Regions from separate parts of the Mus musculus genome. Here regions 2 and 3 are each linked to region 1. A link is a contact called in public promoter capture Hi-C data. All regions are on one chromosome and are shown on one strand. The core of a region is the stretch at or near the end of the contact, and the rest is flanking DNA. Distances in the headings are between cores, read along the strand shown. Region 1 holds the start of Tfb1m (transcription factor B1, mitochondrial). Region 2 has its middle 96 kb from the start of Gm34259. Region 3 has its middle 150 kb from the start of Gm34259.

Region 1 (2,777 bases), core at 81-2,580:
TCTTGTGTTCTCAGACATCACAGGAAGACAGAACCTATTTGTCTTCTCTTGGTACTTGGATTTTAACCCTCAAATAGCCTTTCTCCATTGGATTCCCTGCCTGATGAGTAAGCCTTCCGTTTCCACTCTGAAGTGTGGGAAAGTGGCTGAACCGCCCCAAGTCTCACTTTCACCACTACGTAATAATAAAATCTACCCGAATCTGTATGGTAACAATTAGTGAGCGAATAATTCCAAACCACTCAGTTGTGAGACCTGGCACACATTTCTTTTAGTTGAGCTTTTTAAAAGAGCAACCCCTTTATGGTTCACTCTGAGAGCAGTGGAGAGACCACAATGCTTGCAGCATGAATGAGCTTTTAGAAAAAGCTTCAAAGGCTAAAAGAGTGGTCCTGATGCTGACCTTGCTGGCATTGCTTAAAAACAGCAGCCACCGCGCATGCACTAGACTACAGCTGGAATCTGTGAACTTCCAGCTTTACGAAATTCGTGGCCTCGCAGGGCTTTCTTGATCCTGTTTTAATCGGAAGTTAGCAATATGTGTCCTGTTTCGCAAGACTACACCTGAGAGATTTAAAAGGGAATATGAAATAGTAACAAGTGGTATCAAAAACACTTCTCGAAGTTTAAAGTGCTTAGCTCAAGAGACAAAATTACAGCATATTTAAAGACCCAGAATGGCTTTCATTCACCATTCTAAAATTAGGCAGCCCTTGGAATTCTTTCAAACAACTCCGGCCAGAAAATGGACATTGTTCAATGACAAGAAAAGAGAAATTATCTAGAGACACAGTTTAGTTGGTTACGGTTAGCTTTTTGCTTTACTTGAGTCAGTTGGTCTCTTGCTATTGGTTAAAGCTGGGGTGCTGTTAACGGGCTGGCATTCAGCCATTTGCTCTAAAGTCTAAGTCTTAAACTCGGTTTTCAGCAGGCTTACCTTAAATAAGCCTATAGTTCTCTATGGAACTAAGTTCTGAAAGAAGTAATGGACGCGAAGAAATAAAAAGTATCTAGCCTACGGGGGTGGGGCGGTAACCAGTCTACAAACAGCAAGCAACCAATCACCATCTTTCCTGCTACAAATCAAAAGTCAAGCCTTTGGAATGTCAAAGGCCTGCGGAGCCTCCCAGAGGTTACAAAGACCACGCCTCCTAGCCTCCGCCCCCTCTCCTCTCCCAACCTGCACCGCTTTCGGCCTGACGCGTCCTGAGCTCCCAGTACATACAGACTTCCTGTCAGTTTCGTCATTTCCGGCAGGTTTCTCCATCCAACCAGGTGGCCTCAGAGGCGGGCAGTCTTCTCCAAGGTCCCACCCCCTGCGCGCCGTGCACCTTTCCAGCCGCTGCGCGTGGCTGTGTATGTGGGTCTCTCATGGCTGCCTCGGGGAAGCTCGGCACTTTCCGCCTTCCCCCGTTGCCCACCATTCGGGAGATCATTAAGTTGTTCGGACTGCGAGCGGTGAAACAGCTTTCCCAGAATTTCCTCCTGGACTTGAGGCTGACAGGTGGCTGAGTCGTCAGTTCGCCCGGGTCTCCGTGGTGGGCGCGGCCGGGTGATGGAGCGGGTTGGGGCGGGCGGCTGTCAGTCAAGCGCTGCTCCTCCGGTCCTCGCGGGCTAGGGCGACGACTGGTCGACCGCTTTGCGGGCGGGAGATGTTTCCCGCGCGCTTTATGATGCGCCAACCTGCCTCTCGTTAGCCCGGCTCAGTAAAGCGCGTCTGTAAGCTCAGCACTCGAGGAGCAGAGGCAGGAGGATTGCCGCCAGTTAGAAACAGATGGACTCTTTCAAAAACGAAACCAAGAGAGTAAATAGGATAAACGTTCACTTAAGTCTAGGGATCCCTCTAGGGACTGGAGATTCGCTCTGTAAAGTCATACTAACCAAACGGCGCCTACAGCTACCTTGTGCCAATGCTGGGACCACCGTCCCAACAACAGCCCTGAGTTTGCAGTTAATAAGTTGACATTCTCCGGCTTCTTTAAAAATTACTTTTATGCGATTAAACTTATATAGGGTGAAGGTCACCAGTTTGACACCCATGTTTTGATGAGTTTTCACAGGTGTTTGTTGGTTTACTTACCACCCATGTCATAGTAATGCTCTCCTCTTGAGAATAAGATCCATCTGTTGCAAATAAAGGTGCTAGCTGACTGTTGGAGTACTTAGCATGTTAACCCCCTCAAGTTAAAAGGGTAAGTGTGTCATACACACACTCCGTCCCCAAAATCAATTTTGATTGCATGGACCACAAAGCATAAGTTACTTTTATTTCTTGTTTTTGGAGCCTTTATTCGACCCGTAGAATTTGGGTAAAACAGTTAACTCCACTTAAGTTTTCTCATCTCTTATTTGATAGAAAGGCCTACAAGGACCTTAGGATGCCTACTTTTAGATTCTTTGGTTCTAGCATCCTCTCCCAGTCATGCTAAATATAAGCACATGCTAAATATAAGCACCATTCTCTGCTGAAATGCAGTCTCCTATGTCTAAGGCTGGCCTCAAGCTCACTACATGGCAGGTGTTATTGAGTGTCTGGCCCTCCTGCCTTCTCCCAAGAACCGAAATGAAAAGCATATGCCACCATGCTCAGTTACTGATTGCTGACTGTGTAACCCAGGGCTTCACACATGCTAGGCAAGCACTCTTATCAGTTAATTGAATTACATCACCAGCCATTCAATTTGTTATCTATGTTCTCATGTGTGTCCCTGGAGTAAGTTCCAGATTCTTAGGTTCTCTATTCAGTCTTTGTGAGGGTGGGGGGTGGGGTGGGGGGA
Region 2 (2,777 bases), core at 98-2,597, 960 kb before region 1:
TACAGATTATTCTACAAATGTCGACCACCAACCACGCATTACCCTCAGGCTGATGGTAATGCAAGTTCTGTAATATTGAGGACAGCATCCTCAGGAGAGTCTGGAAGAAAGAACAATCTAGTCAACTACTCTGTGTGTGTGTGTGTGTGTGTGTGTGTGTGTGTGTGTGTGTGTGTGTATAATGATGTAAATGAACACTTGTATTGGGCATTGGACATTCCATTTCGGCCTCATTATCCATTGCTCAATGTCAACGATTAGCTCATTTACTCGGCACATGAGGAGGCCACGCCTGTCCCACCATGGGCCTGCATTCTGGGCTAGGGGCACAGAAAATATGAACTTGACCATAGAAGCCTTGCAGCCTCAAGGCTTTAGATAGCATTAGAATTCATTTCTTCATACCTGCCCATTATTTCAATTTAAAAATATTTTCACTGAAGAAGATTATAACTCTGAAAAAACGGAGGGGAAGCCATTCAGTGAGGTATCTGTGATGTAGCTAAAAACCATGTAAGCCTCTGTATTTGGTAATTTGCAAATGATAAATTACTTATGTAAGCTTATTAAAGCAAATGGTTAATTTTGATATCATATGCCTGTTTTGCACACAACTGAAGTCTCTATAAGCACTCGGGTCATTTGTGGAAGTTGTTTTAGTATGTTTAGCATGTTTGTGCTATGGGGACCGGGGTAATATCTTCTCTGATTCCTGTGTTTTACTGAGGGGAAATGAAGCAGGGAGAACAGGCTGGGTCACCCCTACCTCTGCTTCAGCCAGAGAGGTGTAATTGAGATCAGCTCAGGCCAAATGACCTCAACACTGGCTTCAGCTATAAAGGGAAATTGCAGAGGAAAACTAGGTCTTGGAAGAGGCAAGGCTGTCTCTGGAGAATTGGTGGAGCGCACAGCCTCACTCTCTAGGAAGGCATGCCAAGAGAGAGAAGCCTGTTAAAGAGCTGTTGCTTGGGAGATGGCATGCTGGTGACTTCCAGCAAGGCAAGGCAGACAACTCTGATACCTTCAAAAACAAGAGACCCGTGGGCAGTGCTCAAATTTCACTGTAATGATAGCTAGTGAATATCGGGAGGGATTTTCACTACTGCAGAATTAGCTCTAAAAATATTTTAGAGAGAAAGACAGAATTAGTTACAATGCATTTATAAAAAGCCAGTTATCCATTTCATCAATTCTAAGCCCAAATTGATTCTAAATGCCCTTTTTATATAGCACCAAGAAAGCAGTCATTGCCCATTGAACTATGATTCGATGCTTTTTCTGTCACCCGGAGTGTATTTTCTGCTTGTTTAAAGGACTCTTGGAACTTAGATACAGCTTTCTCTCGTTTGCTGTTCTGCCTGCAAAACATTTAAAGGAAACAAAGGAGCTGTGCTTGGTGAAGGCGCTCTCCACTTCTCAGTACCGACAGCCAGTTCTTGTGTCTCCATTCTTATTGGTTGTCCACCATGGTGTTGTGTGTATTTGTGCTTTTAAAGACACAAAACATGGTTGTTTCTTAGAATCAATCCCCAAGTAACATAAAGCTCAAGGAACCCAGACCTTTCCCAGGCTGGAGCTGCAGAATGTACTGAGCACCCCGCCCACCGCTGCCTCCTGGCATCTGCTTCCCACAGCCATGTGAGTCTGAGTTCTTACAATGCTGCATCTCTGTTTCTGCAGGAGTCTTTCTTTTTCTAGTTGCTCATACTGCTCATTCCTGGAAGAGACCCTACCCTGATCGTCATGACTGACAGAGACGTTCAGAAGGCAGCAACTCCGACCCATCCTGATTTGGGATTTCAGATTTATTAAAAGACACTGAAAATAACCTATGTCCTTGGGATGGATGGCAACATGTCTCAGGCAGACTTTCGGCCTCTACTGTTCTCTGCCCTTTGGTTATTCGACTTTTTTAATTGCAAACAAACTAAGTCAGCTGCTTTGCTCTGGTACCCTAAGTAAGTGTGTTTGCAGTTGTGTATAGCCGGTGTTGTCTGCACAGTGTCCCTTGTGCTGTCCTCTCAGGGGCCTGGTGATCTCTGAGCTGTTAGTGGTGCTCCTTGCACAAGGAATTCTGCAGTGACAGAAGCCTGGCAGATGCTATGTAGTATATTCTGTCTTGGAGAATATAATATCAGTATCAGTGAATGTATTCAACCCTCTGAAAAGTCCTACAGTGAAGAATGGGCTGCAGATATGTACTCACTGTTTCTTAACTCACCTGACAGTACTCAACTTTCACCCCTATTCTACACTCATGCATCCATGGTGTGTGAGAGTGTGTGTGTATGTGTTATATGTGTGTATGTCTGTGTGTGTGTCATATGTGTCTGTGTGTTGTCTGTGTGTCTGTGTGTATGTTTTATGTGTGTATCTGTGTGTGTTGTCTGTGTTTATGTATATGTGTGTTGTATGTGTGTGTGTCTGTGTGTTTCTGTCTGTGTGTGTATTGTCTCTGTGTGTTTGTTGTATGTGTGTGTCTTTGTGTGTGTCTCTGTGTGTATCTGTGTATGTTGTAGGTTTGTGTCTGTGTGTATGTTCATATGTATGTTGTATGTGTGTGTGTATCTCTGTGTGTTTGTTGTATGTGTATGTCTTTGTGTATCTGTGTGTGTCATAGATGTGTGTGTATCTATGTGTGTGTTGTCTGTGTGCTTCTGTCTATGTGTGTCAGTGTGTGTTGTCTATGTATATGTGTATGTGTATGTCTCTGTGTTTGTTTTATGTGTGCGTCTTTGTGTATGTCTGTGTATATGAATCTGTGTGTGTTGTGTGTG
Region 3 (2,777 bases), core at 148-2,647, 910 kb before region 1:
GACCAATTTTATAAATAAATTTTGGTGTTACAATATGGTTGTTTTTATGGTGAGTATGTGTGTATCCTACACTCTGGGCTGTATTTTCTGTCTGGGTGATGCAACATATCAACGTTTAAGAAAAACAAAAGCTTTGTCCTAGACAAATCATGCAATTATTGCTCAAAGTTATTTGCCTTTTTGTACTTACAATAAATGTGAGTGAATTTTCTGCTGAATATAAAGGAGAGAAAAATGCACATCCATAAAGTATATTGTGAGAATGTAGCGTGAGGGTGGAGATGTGGCTCAGTCTAGCCTGCATGAAGTAGCCCAGCATTAAGCAAATGAGGTGTGATACCACACAGCGATGATCCCAGCACTTGGGAGGTAGAGGCAGGAGGCTCAGGAGTTTAAGGCTAGTCTTAGCTACATAGTGAGTTTGATATCAACCCCGGGTGCAGTGGAGCTCATCTATAGAAAAATAGGCTAGTTTGGCTGAATGATCTGCTTTTCTGGTAAATCCGTATAAGTGGCTTGCAGCATGCATGACAAACACATCAATTACAGGGTTGAACATAAACTGCTGCGCTTTTGTGGTCAGGGATGATATTGATTATGTCCCACGGAGCAGCATCAGAACCCCGGCTTAGTCTAAGGAAAAGGTATTACTTCCAGCCTTAGACCACCAAGGCAAGACTCTCCCAAAGAGGTGGAAAGGTATGTTTTACCCCATGGTAAGACACAAGATCACAGGAGTGATAAAATCACAGAAGCCCTGCAGAGTCACAGCCCGGTGCCAGCACGGAAGGCTAATCAGTCTGAAATGCAGAGGACACTTTCTTGGGAGATGTAAGCAAGCATCCATAGCAGCCTCTTGTTCATTTCTCATTTCCTTTGGCAAGTCCATTTCCTCCTTCACAGGCAAGCATCCCTCCAGCTGTGCCTGCCAGGAAATCACCTTCAGTCTTACATTTTTTTTTAACATGTGAAATGATTTTAGATCCCTGTTACCAAGCACAGGGTGTTTCCATAATGGTTCTTCTGATGCTATTACTGTTGTACAGTGTACTTATCAAAACTAAGAGGTTAGCGGTGCTGTAACACTGCCAGTTCCACCATTGGCCTCATTTACATGGTTTAGTTTTTCCATTAACTTTTTTTTCTTCTTCTTTTCCAGGATCCCATTATGCATTTGGCCATCATGCCAATCCAGCTTCTTCCAGTCTCTGACAGTTTCTTTTTCTTTGTCTTTCTTGGCTAACAACGTTTTGAGGAATCCTGTACAATGTCTCTTCATCTGAATTTATCTGATTTTTTTTTAAACCAAAAATATGCTGTGCTAGCTCTCTGTTGTTATGGTAACATGTCTGAGAAAAATCAACTTAAAAGAGGAGAGATTCAGTCTGGCTCCTGGTTTCAGGGTTTTAGCCTCATTTTGTTGCTTTTGGGCCTGTGCTGAGGAAGCACATCAAGGTGGGGAATATGGAGGGAGGCAACACTGCTCACTTTGCTTACTTTGTTGGGGACAAGAAGGAAGGTGGAGGGGGAGGGAGAGGGAAACAGAGATGAAGGTTGACAGACAGAGACAGACAGACAAGTCAGGGACAAAGAGAGACAGAGTCACAGAGATAAGGAGAGAGACAGAGTAAAAGAGACAGAGAAACAGTCACATAGAGACACAGAGACACAGAAAGATAGAGATACAGAGAGAGAAAGAAAAACAGATATAAAGTCAGAAAGACAGAGAGACAGAGAGACAGAGGCAGACAGAGGCAGAAGAGAGAAACAGAGAAGAAAAGAGAAGAGGAACAAGGAGGAGGAGGAGGAATAAAGAAAGGAAAGAACGAGAAGGTAGGCTCAATGGAATGGAGTTGGGTTGGGTCTCCAATAACTGACCTCACCCTACCTACTAAAGCTTTCACCACCTCTCAGCAGCTCCAGCAGGTGAAGACCTAACCATCATCAAGCACCTGGGACCTATTTAATACCCAGACTAAACCACAAGCTGAGGTTATAGGTGTTGGGGCAGGGTAGCACAGAAACACCATATTCCTGTCATTGAACATGTCAGTGTGCACAATTGATCAGATGACATTAACCTTGGTCACTGACTTTAAGTGAGATCCGCTAGTTTTCTCCCTGGGAAAGTCAAGGTATTAACTCTTTCCACTCATCTAGTTGGTACAAACAGGGCACTAAGTTCAACCACAGGGGAGGAGTAACAGGATTTTGTGGTCATGTTCTGAATACTAGTTAGTGAATTTGCAGAAGGGTATGAATATGAGATACAAATAAAATAGCTAGTGCTTATTATGGTTTGATGTATGGTCTTATGGCTTAGAATACCACAGCATGTTCAATAAAAACCATACTTGACAACTTGAATGTAAGCCTTTGCTTGGATGGTGGTTGATAGACTTTCTTGATGCTGCACAAAGGTAGCATTCACAAGGAAGGCAACTGATGGTCTTTGGCAAGCTGTGCTGCCAAGCAGTCATGTATGGAGGCACAGTGAAGTCTCTCAGCTTCCCCTGGGCTGGGCAACCTGACTCCACTTACATGGAGGAATAGGTGTATCCTGCTTCTTTTGAAAACTTCCCATTTGTTGCACTTGTCAATGAGTGTTGCTTGCAGCAATGGATATTCTATTCTAATCATAAGTGATTTTTCTTAATTCCCGATTCCCTTTACATTAATTTTACTTTTTAAACTCTTGAAGATAAAGGAGTACATTTATTTGCTTATTTAAACTAATTACATAACTTGTATTGGCTTTCAGAGAATTAAGTTTCATT

What was found. Promoter capture Hi-C pulls out the DNA fragments that hold promoters and counts their contacts.
Region 2: a promoter capture Hi-C map of hippocampal neurons shows a contact between it and region 1, with 5 times the contacts expected there. The contact joins the enhancer-like site here to the promoter of Tfb1m in region 1. A contact is called at or near these places in 1 of 39 promoter capture datasets (hippocampal neurons), 1 of 484 Hi-C or Micro-C datasets (uterus) and 1 of 115 datasets of contacts at active chromatin or transcription factors (astrocytes).
Region 3: a promoter capture Hi-C map of hippocampal neurons shows a contact between it and region 1, with 2.9 times the contacts expected there. The contact joins the enhancer-like site here to the promoter of Tfb1m in region 1. A contact is called at or near these places in 1 of 39 promoter capture datasets (hippocampal neurons), 1 of 115 datasets of contacts at active chromatin or transcription factors (astrocytes) and 2 of 9 other capture datasets (adipose tissue and pancreatic islet).

The regions. Positions count from the first base shown.
Region 1 is chr17:3,556,308-3,559,084 of GRCm38.p6, reverse strand. It overlaps Tfb1m (transcription factor B1, mitochondrial), which reads left to right and starts at 1,330. Exons shown (of 7, transcript NM_146074.3): 1 at 1,330-1,504. The coding sequence starts at 1,372. 1700102H20Rik (RIKEN cDNA 1700102H20 gene) reads right to left here and starts at 1,261. Exons shown (of 2, transcript NR_045303.1): 1 at 1,181-1,261.
Region 2 is chr17:4,515,166-4,517,942 of GRCm38.p6, reverse strand. No RefSeq gene overlaps it. Among named protein-coding and RNA genes, the nearest start is that of Gm34259, 96 kb to the left of the region's middle. Within about 2 kb of position 1,347, at least 29 of the 459 cell types and tissues checked have an H3K27ac peak or open chromatin away from gene starts, as enhancers often do. A contact at or near this core is called in hippocampal neurons, where this site is marked.
Region 3 is chr17:4,462,966-4,465,742 of GRCm38.p6, reverse strand. No RefSeq gene overlaps it. Among named protein-coding and RNA genes, the nearest start is that of Gm34259, 150 kb to the left of the region's middle. Within about 2 kb of position 1,397, at least 11 of the 459 cell types and tissues checked have an H3K27ac peak or open chromatin away from gene starts, as enhancers often do. A contact at or near this core is called in hippocampal neurons, where this site is marked.